Regions from separate parts of the Mus musculus genome. Here regions 1, 2 and 3 are each linked to region 4. The links are chromatin contacts, called in public HiChIP or PLAC-seq and promoter capture Hi-C maps. All regions are on one chromosome and are shown on one strand. Each heading gives the region's core, a stretch centred on a gene start, on an enhancer-like site or on the middle of the called end of the contact. The rest is flanking DNA. Distances are from core to core; before and after follow the strand shown.

Region 1 (2,847 bases), core at 209-2,708, 420 kb before region 4:
TCAAATGTATACATTGTTACCTACCAGTGCAGCTTTAACTTCTCCTGAAGTTCGCATTCACACTGTCTTGGAGTCTCACACAACCACATACTGGTTCAGCCTCACTGCCAAGCGCTCCATTGCCTAGTGTGACAGAGAACCACGTGCTTTTCTTTCCAGGAGCGCCTTTGTGTGGTCACATTTACTCCTGGTCAATTTCCTGATACACAGTGGCCCACATTCTCCCTCCCCATACTGTGTCACATGTTATTACTATCATAGCGGCACAGTGTCTTTTGGTATCATACATTGTTGACATTTGATAACATGGTCTTTTACACACACACACACACACACACACACCATTGTGGGCACAGCCTTTGCTGGGCCTTGAAGTCTATACTACAAACACTTGTCACACTCACTCACTCACTGTTTCTCTCTTCTACATTCAACATTCCCTGTCTCGCAGACCCTGTAAACTCACCTCTGCCACCCAGAACAATCACACACCTTTGCACAGGCAGTCACAAACACAAGCCAACCTCTCAGCGTCACACGTGGTCACCCAGTTTCTCAGGACTCACCAGTGTGGCAGACATACTGTCTCACATCCACACAGTTGGCCACACTAGGTCCCTCTCCCGAGCCTCCCTCTTGCATTCGATCATTTGATCACTTGGGCATTCCAGCTCCCCTGACTCTCTACGCTCTGTAACACGCGTGGTCACCCTTACATGTGGTCAGACTTACGAACAGTCTCCAGGCAGGTCCTCTCTCAGGTCCAATGCCATACACAGTGGCCCACAGTCTCGCTGATAAAGTGTAACAAGTATAACATGGTCAGCCACACATCACACCTACTCTAACAGTCCCACTGAACCCCTTCTTGTCATTCCTAATCTCACCTTGTCACACAGTCACACATCATCTGCTGGCGTCCCACACCACCTCTGAGGCGTGCCCTTACACTGGCGTGGGTCGCACCACCTCTGGACGTCGCATCCAGACCACAGCATCGCTTGCTTGCCTCGCCGCCATCAAGGACTCCCTATTGGCCACACGGTGGCGCCCGCGAACCAAAGTCGCTGCAGGAGCTCAAGCAGAAGAAGAGGCGAAGACTAGGCGTCCCCGTCCGCCCAGCAGAAGATAGAAACGGGAGATCTGGGGGACCCAAGAAGGATAAGAGAGGGAGATGGCTCCCTAGGAAGGTGAAAGTAGTGAGGGATCAGAGTGAGAGGACGGAAAATGGGACAGAGAACTTCAGAGGGCGGTGAGAACTGCAAAGAGAAACAGAACTAAGTTCACAGAGAGACAGACGAAGGATAGATGATGGATGCACAGGGAGAGGCCACAGGAGACAGATACACAGACTGAGCCTTGGAGACAGACACTCAGAGACCGAGTCAAGCCTGCCAAGAGACAAGAGAGACAGAGGGAGCCTTCCCCGCTGGACCACACGGCGGAGGCCGTGCCTATAGGGAGAGAGCATGCTGTGGGTGTGATCAAGGGAGGGGCTTTGTGGGGTGTGTTGAATGGGGCGTGGCCTGGAGGGATGTGAGGGCGGGGTTTAACGTTCCTTTTCATTCTGGCTCTCTGGGATGCTGGAACCCTGGGCAGGGGTGGAGTAAGGAGAAGCGTTTCTTTTGCAGACAGCTCAACCCTATTTTCACAGCCTGCCCTGGGAAGCCAAACTGGTGGGGAAAGATACCAGCCTCTGATAGTTCCCACCTGGCAGTACCGGAGATAGACTCCAAAATCTCGTATGTGCTAAGCAACCACTGAGCTGTATCCCATGGCCCTTTTTAACTTTTTCATTTTGAGACAGTCTCCTATAGTTGCGCTAGACTGGCCTTGAACTTTCTCTGTGGCCAAGGCAGGCTTTGAACTTGCGACCTTCCTGCATTGGCCATTCCAAGGGAGCTGGGATGACAAGTCAGAGCCACCCTGATAGCTTTTTGGAGTTGGGAGTATGGAACCCTGGCTCCCTGCCCCCCCTCCCTCGTGGGTTCACAGGGCCAGGTTGGAAGGAGAACACGGCCCACATCTGGAAAGTATCAGGCGCGCCGGACGTGCCAGGGCCCGGGGCCGGGACTGCGGAAGGGGGAGGGGAGCCAAAGATTGGTGTCTGCCGGCGCCTAGGAGGGGCCTGGGCGCGCGCCGAGCCCGGCGCCTCCCGCAGCTGGTTTTCATCCCCAGATCTGGCCTCGGCCGCCACTGGGGAAGAAACCCAGCTTACTTAAAGCTGGAAAGGCAGGGTGACAGCCCCGTCTCCGGACCAAAGGCTAGAGGAAGGAGGATGGAGGACAAACAGACACGGTCTGGATAACCTCCAGCTCCCTCCTAATCTGCAGATTTACATTTTACGTATTTATTTTTTGTGTGTATGGGGAGGTGTGTGCCAGTGCCACAGCCTTGGTGTGGAACTGAGACCACCTTGGGAGCCTCGGTTTTCTCCTTCCATCATGCGGGTGCCAGGGTGGAACTCGGGCCCACAGGCTTGGTGCCAAAGGCCATCTTCCAGCTGAACCATCTCGAAGTCCTTAATCATTAAGCATCTTAAAGTAAGTCCAGAATCCAGTTTCTTCCCACAAACTCAATTCAGCTTCGCTATTTTCTTGGCTTCCTCAGCTGGCTTCTGCCTTCTGCCTCTGACCCTGTCAACATGTTCCTTGTAGAGAAGTTTTGAGGTGTTTGTCTAGAATCAAGTCCCAGGGTACCTGTAATCCAGGCACTGGGGATGATGAGCCTGGAGGACCAGAACTTCTGGAATAGCCTGGACTACACAGTAAGTTTCCATCTCAACTGGTGCTAGAAAGTGGACCAGCCTAAAAGGGGGGGTGGGGGAGGGGACTGGGGGTTGTATTT
Region 2 (3,046 bases), core at 477-2,976, 510 kb after region 4:
ATATATATAAATTGAGAAAAAAACTTGACTAGTATGCAAGAGGCCCTAAGTTTTTTTTTTTACCATCATCCCATAAACTGGGCATGGTGGTACACACCTGTAATCCCAGCAGTCTGGAAAGTGGTCATTGTGGGCAGGCGACATTTTCAGAAAAGCAACCGTTTGCTTGCTTTGTATGGTGGCATACACCTATGTGTGTGGGGGGCTGAGGCAGGAGAATCGTGAGGGTAATTTGGGCTACTTAGTGTCCAGACTCTATTTTAGAATGCCAAAATAAAGTAAGGCATGTGTCATAGTTAGGGTGTCTATTGCTATGAAGAGACACCATGACCACGACAACTCTTATAAAGGAAAGCGTTTAATTGGGGCTGGCTTACAGTTTCAGAGGTTCAATCTGTTATCATCATGACAGGAAACGTGGAGGTATGTAGGCAGACATGGTGCTGAAGAGGTAAGTTGTACATCTAGGTTGGCAGGCAGCAGGGAGAGAGAGACTGGGCCTGGCTTGATTATTTGACACTTCGATGTCCCCCCTCTACCCCCTACACACGTCCTCCAAAAAGACTATACCTACTCCAACAAAAACACAGCTCCTAATAATGCCAGTCCCTATGAGCCTACGGAGGCCATTTTTATTCAAACTACCACCCCGTGTGCTGTGTCTATGAACTGATGCTGAGAGTGTATGCCTGCACCACCGTGCTGGGCATATTCTGTGCTGGCGATAGAACTCAGGGCTTCATGTATCCTAGATGGGCACTGTACCAACTAAGCCACATCCCTAGCCCCATGGCCTTGAGGTTTCTCCCCCTTGTGTTTTTGTTGGTGGCGGTGGTGTTGGTGGTGGTTGGTTGGTTGTTTTTATAGTAGATACACAGCGTCTCTACTACGTAGCTTTGGCTGGTCTGGAATTTGCTATGAAGATCAGGCTGGCTTTAAACTCATAGAGATTCACCTGCCTCTGCCTCCCAAATGCTGGGATGAAAGGCTTGTGCCACCACATTGGGCCTGTGCACTTACATTTTAATAATTTACTTTTATTTATATGTGTTGGTGTTTTGCCTGCTTTGCACATGTGTGTGTGAGGGTGTCAGATCTTGAAGTTACAGACAGTTGTGAGCTGTTGTAATATGTGTTGTAATGTGAGTTGTAATGTGGGTGCTGGGAATTGAATCCAAGTCCTCTGGAAGAGCAGTCAGTATTCTTTTTTTGGGGGGGGGGTGGAGGTTTTTTTGTTTTAGCTTTTGTTTTTCGAGACAGGGTTTCTCTGTATAGCTCTGCTCTGTATAGCTCTGCTGTCCTGGAACTCACTTTGTAGACCAGGCTGACCTCAGAACTCAGAAATCCGCCTGCCTCTGCCTCCCAAGTGCTAGGATTAAAGGTGTGTGCCACCACGCCCGGCTCAGTCAGTATTCTTAAATGCTGACCATCTAACTCTTCCGTCTTGTACTTAAGATTTTAAAATTACTGTTGTTACAGTTATTTTTGAGACAGGATCCCCGCCCCCCCCCCCACGCGGTCCAGCTGGCTTCAAACTTGCATGCACCACTATGATCAGACAAATTATTGGTAGGCCTGCTGCAGCCTCTGTCAACTTATTTGCTAAGAGAGGGAGCCAAAAGCTGGAGGATGGGGCTCACACTGAACTAAGGAGTGCACGCTCGAACCTGTGCGCGTTTTCACAGTGCCCGCCAGGGGGCGCCCGAGGCTGGCGCGGGCTAGGACAGGGGGCCTGGGGCCCGCCCTGCTCGCCGCTCCTAGCGCACGCGGCCCCACCCGTCTCACTCCACTGCGGACAGGACAGAGCTCGGGCTGCTTGCTCTGCGCTCCCCAGATCCCTGGTGAGTGCTCCCCAAATCCCACCTCTCACCCTCGCTCCCCTCTGTAACAGTCTGTGCACTCTCCGTCCCAGTCGCTCCCAATTCCCACACTCCAGGACTACCCCCACCCCTCCTCAAATCTTCCCTCAACCTCCTCAGATCTCCCCAGCCTCTCTTTAGTACTCCGTATAGCCCCCTCCCCCTCCCCCTCCCCCAGTTCTCCCAGTCCCTACCCAGCCTTCATCTTTGAAGACTCCCCCTTTGAAGTGGCCTTCTACCCTCCACACCCATCTCTGCTCCCCTTGGTCCGTCTTGCCACCCAAGAGCCTTCTCTTGCCTCTCGAAGTGCATAGACTCTTCAGCCACCCCTTTTTGAGATGCCCCTCAGCTGCCTCCCTGCCTGGGACATTTCCAGGGTTCCCTCTCTTCATCTATGTCACAGGTTCTTCCGTCCGTTATTTCTCCCACCCCTCCAATCCATTTTCTTTCCACTCTTCCCTTTTCCTTTAAGTCACAATGATTTTATATTTTGATTTGCAACGTTTGGGGTTTTGTTTGTTTGTTTTGATATTTAAATTGTCCCATCTTTGAGTCAGATATGGTGGCACACTCCTTGAACCCCAAGATGTAGAAAGCAGAGGCAGGCAGATCTCAGTCTAAGGCTAACCTGGGCTACATAGGTCCAGGTCAGTCAGAGCTACATAGTGAGAATGTAGGGGGCGGGGATGTCGGAGAGGAAGCTGGTGGTGGAGAGTTCACTGAGAGTCAGAACTGGCTGCTCTTCCAGAGGTAGAGGTAGAGGATGGTCCCGAACTTCTAATCTTGTGTCTGCCTGCCTAGTGCTGAGATTACAGATATGCACTCTGCCCTACATGGTAGCTCAAAACCATCTGTTACTTCAGTCCAGGGGAATCCAAAATTCTTTTCTGGCCCCCAAGGGGCCATGAACATGGAACACAGGCATACATAAAGACACATAAAATATTTTTAATAAAAGAAAAAAAAAAGGAAAAATTGTCTCATCTTTGGCTAAGGAGAGCCATTTCAGGCTGAGTGCTGGGTGGCCTTTGAGCTGACTCAGACTGGCTTGTTCCTTCCTAACCTCCAAGCCCCAGGCCCAGCCCCAGCCCCAGCCCCAGCCCCAGCCACAGCCACAGCCACAGCCACAGCCACAGCCCCAGCCACAGCCACAGCCACAGCCACAGCCACAGCCACAGCCACAGCCA
Region 3 (3,088 bases), core at 471-2,970, 280 kb before region 4:
AATTTGGAGTTCATCTCCAAGTGCCAGGATAAAGGTTTAAAAAGCTATCTTAGAGTTTCCACTGCTGTGAAGAGACACTGTGACCAAGGCAACTCCTTTTTTGTTTTTTGTTTGTTTGTTTGTTTGTTTTTTTGCTTTGCAAGACAGGGTTTGTCTGTACAGCCCTGGCTGTCCTGGAACTCACTTTGTAGACCAGGCTGGCCTCAAACTCAGAAATCCACCTGCCTCTGCCTCCCAAGTGCTGGGATTAAAGGCGTGCGCCACCACCACCCAGTGGCAACTCTTATAAAAACAACATTTAACTGGGGCTGGCTTACAGGTTCAGAGGTTCAGCCCATTATCCTCATGGCAGGAAACATGGCAGCGTCTGAGCAGGCATGGTACTGGAGGAGCTGAGAGTTCTACATCTTGTTCCAAAGGCAAATAGAAGACTACTGACTTCCAGGCAGCTAGGAGGAGGGTCTCAAAACCCATGCCCATAGTGACACACTTCCTCCAACAAGGCCACACCTCCTAATAGTGCCACTCCCTGGGCCAAGCATATTCAAACCACCACAACCACTATCCACTACACCTACTTATTGGACCCAAGGCTGTGTGAAGGTGAGGTTAGCTTTCTGTGAAGACTGAGGTCTAAGGACAACTTGTTCAGACTGGTTCTTTCCTTCCACCATGAGGATCAAACAGGTCATCAGCCTTGGGATCTATTGCCTTTACTCAATAAACCACCTTGCCAGCCCATATTGTGTTTAAATCAGGAACTTATGGCACCAAGATTGGCTTTGAACTCCTGATTCTCCTGCTTCAACCTCCCAACTACTGGTATAGCAGACGTATGTATGCCACCATGTCTGACTCAAATGCACCCTTTTTATTTTATTTATTTTAATTTAATTAAAGTTATTTATTTTAGCCAGGTAGTGCTAAGGCATACCTTTAATCCCAGCTCGGGAGTTAGAGGTATGTGGATCTCAGTGAGTTCAAGGCCAGCTTGGTCTACATAGCTAGTTTCAGAACAGCCAGGGCTATACAGAGAAACCCTGTCTTGAAGAAAAAGAAGAGGAAAAAAAAGAAAAGAGGAGGGGAGAGGAGAAGAGAGGAGAGGAGAGGAGAGGAGAGGAGAGGAGAGGAGAGGAGAGGAGAGGAGAGGAGAGAAGAGAAGAGAAGAGAAGAGAAGAGAAGAGAAGAGAAGAGAAGAGAAGAGAAGAGAAGAGAAGAGAAGAGATGGAAGGAAAAGATCCTTATTTTATTTTGTGTGGTGGGTGTTTTGTTAGATCCCCTAGAACTGGAATTACTGATAGACGGTTGTGAGCTGCTGTGTAGGCGCTGGTCCTCTGTAAGAGCAGCAAGTGTTCTTAACTGCTGAGCCATCTCTCCAACCCAGGAATCCACTCTTAAGTAAGAAAACGGTGAGCTTTAGGGCCTGTGAGTGTCCTAAGTAGAACTTTCTCTGCGTGTGCTTACATAATGTCTACTTTGAGAACAAACACAGGCGCTGGGACCCTGGACTAGGCCTGATCCAGGTATGCAGGCTCTGCCCTTCCCTACCGGTGGCCCTCTGAGCTTCCTGCAGGGAGGCCCAGCCTGCTGGGGGTCTCTGATGTGGGCACTTCAGAGCCTCAACCTCTAGCCCACAGCCTATCCAGCTGGAGCCTGGAGTCCTCCCAAGAGAGCCTTTGAGGATGGGATAAAACAGGCTGGGGTACCTCCTGGGAAGAGCCTCAGGGCACGGAAGAAGGGAAAGAGAGAGAGAGGTGGAATTTCACTACCTCTTCCTGTCCGGTGCAGGCCATGTGCCTTCAATGATCAATTCCCATGTGTTCTATTAAAGTGTTCTATAAAAGTACCAGCCTAAGGGGTCCTGTCAGAGAATAGAAGGGGGGGGGGGAGAGAGAGAGAGAGAGAGAGAGAGAGAGAGAGAGAGAGAGAGAGAGAGAGAGAGAGAGAGAGAGAGAGAGTCCTGAAGAAGGAGGGGGCGGCTGGAGCAAAGAATGACCCCGCCTCGAGGGCAGTGGAGGCTGCCAAGCTTCCTCAACTTGTTCCAGAAGGTCCTGTAATGGAATGTTCTCCAAGCAGCCCATAGAAGGCTCTGGGGAGCAAGGGCTGTCCCTCAGGCTGTGCCTCTGGAAACGGCTGAAGTCTCTCAAAAGGGCATACAGATCCCCCTCCATCCCAGAGTAAAAAGATCCCCTAACATTCCAGCCGCCTCCAAGTGTCCTGTGTGGGTGAAAGCTGTGCGTGCCCCAGGGTGTGCGATGGGGGCCCTGGCCCACAGCACCCCTCAGCTTTCCCAGCATGCCCTTCTCCGTGGCTCCTACCCTTCCAACTTTTCCTCCCTGCTCTGTCTAACCTTTCTTCCTCCCGCCTTCCTCCTTCCCCCACTTTCTTTCGCAAAGCTTTTCTGGGGGTAGGGGTGGAAACAGACATGCAGCTGGATCTCTGTTCAGCCAGGTTTGTGCTGAGTTCCAGGAGAGCCAGAAGTACATAATGAGACTTATTTATCAAAAAATTATTGCCGCCCCCCGCCCCCCAACACACACACACAGGATTTCCTGCACACCAAGCAAGTGCTCTACCAACTAAGCTGCATTCCCAGCTCTTTTTTTTTTTTTTTTTTTTTTTTTTTTTTTTTTGGTTTTTTGAGACAGGGTTTCTCTGCGTAGCCCTGGCTGTCCTGGAACTCACTTTGTAGACCAGGCTGGCCTCGAAATTTGTCTGCCTCTGCCTCTCTAGTGCTGAGATTAAAGGCGTGCACCACCACCATCCCCAGCTCTTTTCAGAGAAAACGTCTTGTGGCATCGAGGTTGGCTTCAGATTTGAAACCATTCTCTCACCCCAGAGTCCCAAGGGCTTAGGGTAACCAACACGCACTACCAAGCCCAGATTTCTTCTGCTTTCCAGTCTGCTCCTTGTCCTTCTGTCAACCAGACCTCCCTCCCCAGCTGGGCGTGGTCCTCATCACCTCCCCTCCCCCCGCCCCCTCCGTCCTGAGCCTCTTAGCAAACACTGTTTCCCCTGCCACACCTCCCTCCCCACCTACTGGCCTACCATGATTGCTTCTGCACATTTCACCTCTGTGGCCTGACTT
Region 4 (3,109 bases), core at 240-2,739:
TGCTCTACCACCTTGCTGAATCCCCAGACTTTCAGTTATTTCTTTGTCTTTTGTTTGTTTGTTTGGGGGATTTTTTTTGTTTGTTTTTGTTTTTGTTTTTTGAGACAGGGTTTCTCTGTGTAGCCCTGGCTGTCCTGGAACTCACTCTGTAGACCAGGCTGGCCTCCAACTCAGAGATCTGCCTGCCTCTGCCTCCCGAGTGCTGGGATTAAAGGTGTGCGCCACCACTGCCTGGCTGTTTGGGAGATTTTGTTGTTTGATTTTTTTATTTGTTTTTGTTTTTCAAAACAGACTTTCTCTGTGTAGCCCTGGTCGTCCTAGAACTCACTCTATAGAGCAGTCTGACCTCGAACTCAGCGGCTTCTTTTTACATTCTGTGAGTGCGTGTTGGGGTGGGGGGTCCTCACGTGTGTCAGGGGACAACTCAGGGAATTGGTTCTTTTCTTCCACTGTGTGTGTTCATGGAATCAAGCAGGCCATCTGGGCTGGTGGCAAGCCATTTACCCATGAGACATCTTGCCAGTGCCTGTGTGTGCTCACACGCATTCCATGGTTGCAGCCCATGTGGAGGTCAGAAGGCAGTCTCGTCTCTTCTCGCCTTGTTTGAGACAGTCTCCTGTCAGGTAACCAGGCTGGCCTGCCAGCTTCCCAGGGCCCTCTTGCTGCGCACTGTCGGACTGCTGGTGTGACAGACACACAGCGGGACTACCTTAGACTTTGTGTGGTTTCTAGGGATTTGTACCCAGGTTGGCCTCACACTCTTCCGCCACAAGCTTTATGCTCTGGGCTGGCCATTCTCCCAGCTCAGCCACACTTTAGTTTTTGAGACAGGATCTCCCTCTGGATCCCAGACTGCATTCATTTTATAGCCCAGGCTTGACTCCAACTTGTGCAATCCTCCTGCCTCAGCATCCCAAGTGCTGGGCTTAACAAGTGAGTGCCACCACATCCCGCTGTTTCCCCATTCTCACTTATAAAGGTGGGTGCCCACAAGTTGGGGCTCTAGTTCCAATGGGAGGCATAGAGACAAGACCTTGGGGCCCTGGGCTATATCGTCCCCTTAACAACCAAGACCTGGGTAAACGAAGGAGTCAGGTGCCCAGGCCACGACCTGACCTTAATGGAGTCTGGCATCCTGGAATTCTCACTTGGGAAGAGAGATTGTGAAAGGCCCCGATTTACATCTCTAGAAGGGGCACTGATGTCCGAGTGTCCTTTCCTACTGAACTATGGTGCAGATTGCCCCAAGAGTTCCAAGGGGTGGCTGGGGCGCCGGGGGGAGGGTTCTATAACTGAAGATGGCGATCGTGGTGGGACTCCAGGGTGGAGAGGCTGGCAGAGCTTCCTGATGTGGTCAAACGGTGAGGATACTCAGACACACCAGGCCAACACTATCCCAGATAGTTCCCGGAATGGGAACTATCCAGCAGGCAGGGGCCGCTGTAGGCGGGGCGAAGACAGGCACCGCCCCTCGCCGCCGCTGTCCGTGGTCTCAAAGTCTGCGAGGCCGCCGTGGGCGCCGAGAGCCGGGCTCCCCAGCCCGCGCGCCCCGGGGTCTATGGAGCGGCCCCTCCACGCCACCCAGTGGACCCCACGCCGCGCCCCGAGCACGCCCAGCGGCCAGGTAACCATGTCGGGAGTCCTGCGGGTGCGGGACGCCTGAAGGTTTGGCGGGAGGAAATGGGGACTTCTGGGTCCTGCTGGGATGCGAGGCTGAGAGTCTTGGTAACCTGGAGGCCACGGCATCCGGACACCTATACCGCCGGGATCCAGAAAGTGGTGCATGGTTGTTGGGGTCCTGGTCACAGAGGCTCAGGGGACTGATTAGACGTCAGCGCGTTTTGGGGAGGCTTGGAGGCCACCTGGATGCTGGGGACATGGTCGGCCTGGACGCCTAATCGTGAAGAGGAAAGAACCAGATGGACACGTCCCTGGCTCTAAAGGATCTGGATTCCAGTACCTGGGCCCCGAGTGTCGCGTCCATCCTGGAGTGACCAGCGGTGTCATAGACCAGGGTCTTACGCCCTGGTCTTTAGGGAGGAAGTTGTACATTAGGGATATTTAGCAACCGGGTCAGGTGGCGCCACCCCGAGGGGCTTGAGTGCTTCCTGGGCAGGACTTGGGGTGGGGTCCCTCTGTCCTCCCTGCCTCCTTAGCCCAGGCTAGGAAGTGGGTGTAGCTGCAGACCTGGGGAGTGGGACTCTGGGGATAGCTTTGGGGAACAGGTCCTTCGGGTGCTGGGAGCTATGGGGGGGATGGAGCCCAGAGCGTCTGGGCCCCAGCGAGGAGCCCGCCCCAGCGCAGCTTGGGCATGCTTGGCACGCAGCGCGCGGGCCGGTCCGATCCGTATGCGCGCCGCGTGCGCCCATTGGTATGCGGGAGCCGGCCCGGCGCGGGCGTGAGGCGGGCGCGCTGGCGGGCCGCGCGGGGGAGGCGGCGGCGGGGCACGTCCTCACCCGAAGCGCCAGGGTGGGAACCGCGGCTTCCCAGGAAGGGGAAACTGAGGAACGCATCTAAGGCAGCTCCTGGCTTGACCCTTGGGCACACGCACGCACCTCAGTTTCCCTGGACGTTCTTCCTCCAGGGAACTGAGCCCCACCTGCGACTCCTTCGCACCTGAATTCCCGAGTCCCCGTCGAGATGGCGACCCCCTATCCCAGAAGCGGTGGCCGAGGTGAAGTCAAGTGCGGGGGCGGCCGTGGAGCCGGCGTCCCCTGGGATTTCCTGCCTGGGCTGATGGTCAAGGCCCCGCCCGGACCCTGGTGAGCAAATCTGCCCCTGAATGGCCTCTCCCCCGAAGGCGTGCGGGGGTGGGGGGCTTCACAGCCTTTCAGATGACATTCATCCTCTGGCCTGTGCCCTGACCCATATCTAGACTTCCGTCACCCTCACTTATTGCTGAGTTCTGTTTTTAGTCCCCCAGCTGCGAATTCACCCCGACATTCTCAGGCTAAAGAGAAGGTTCTGTCCCCAGCCCCGTGGCCTGACATCCCAACTGAAGCAGGAGGCTCGCCAGTTCAAGGCTAGCCTGGACAAATAAGAACTTATCGCAAAAGGCAAAAACATTAGCCGGGCGTGGTTATGTACGCCTTTTATCTCGGTGCTCCGG

Evidence for each region. Promoter capture Hi-C pulls out the DNA fragments that hold promoters and counts their contacts. HiChIP or PLAC-seq counts read pairs in DNA pulled down with a chosen protein or histone mark.
Region 1: a contact with region 4 is called in an H3K4me3 HiChIP or PLAC-seq map of bone marrow-derived macrophages, with 4 times the contacts expected there. The contact joins the promoter of Gng8 here to the promoter of Npas1 in region 4. A contact is called at or near these places in 1 of 39 promoter capture datasets (pre-B cells), 1 of 484 Hi-C or Micro-C datasets (embryonic stem cells) and 2 of 115 datasets of contacts at active chromatin or transcription factors (bone marrow-derived macrophages and large pre-B cells).
Region 2: a promoter capture Hi-C map of liver shows a contact between it and region 4, with 3 times the contacts expected there. The contact joins the promoter of Ehd2 here to the promoter of Npas1 in region 4. A contact is called at or near these places in 4 of 39 promoter capture datasets (embryonic stem cells, liver, neutrophils and 1 more) and 4 of 484 Hi-C or Micro-C datasets (embryonic stem cells and pro-B cells).
Region 3: a promoter capture Hi-C map of liver shows a contact between it and region 4, with 2.1 times the contacts expected there. The contact joins the enhancer-like site here to the promoter of Npas1 in region 4. A contact is called at or near these places in 7 of 39 promoter capture datasets (the 3T3-L1 cell line, the C10 cell line, frontonasal cranial neural crest and 3 more) and 1 of 484 Hi-C or Micro-C datasets (bone marrow-derived macrophages).

The regions. Positions count from the first base shown.
Region 1 is chr7:16,890,397-16,893,243 of GRCm38.p6, reverse strand. Gng8 (guanine nucleotide binding protein (G protein), gamma 8) reads right to left here and starts at 1,458. Exons shown (of 4, transcript NM_010320.3): 1 at 888-1,458; 2 at 733-794.
Region 2 is chr7:15,966,215-15,969,260 of GRCm38.p6, reverse strand. Ehd2 (EH-domain containing 2) reads left to right here and starts at 1,726. Exons shown (of 6, transcript NM_153068.3): 1 at 1,726-1,841.
Region 3 is chr7:16,760,368-16,763,455 of GRCm38.p6, reverse strand. No RefSeq gene overlaps it. Among named protein-coding and RNA genes, the nearest start is that of Slc1a5, 19 kb to the left of the region's middle. Within about 2 kb of position 1,720, at least 73 of the 459 cell types and tissues checked have an H3K27ac peak or open chromatin away from gene starts, as enhancers often do.
Region 4 is chr7:16,475,160-16,478,268 of GRCm38.p6, reverse strand. It overlaps Npas1 (neuronal PAS domain protein 1), which reads left to right and starts at 1,489. Exons shown (of 12, transcript NM_008718.2): 1 at 1,489-1,624; 2 at 2,585-2,762. The coding sequence starts at 2,641.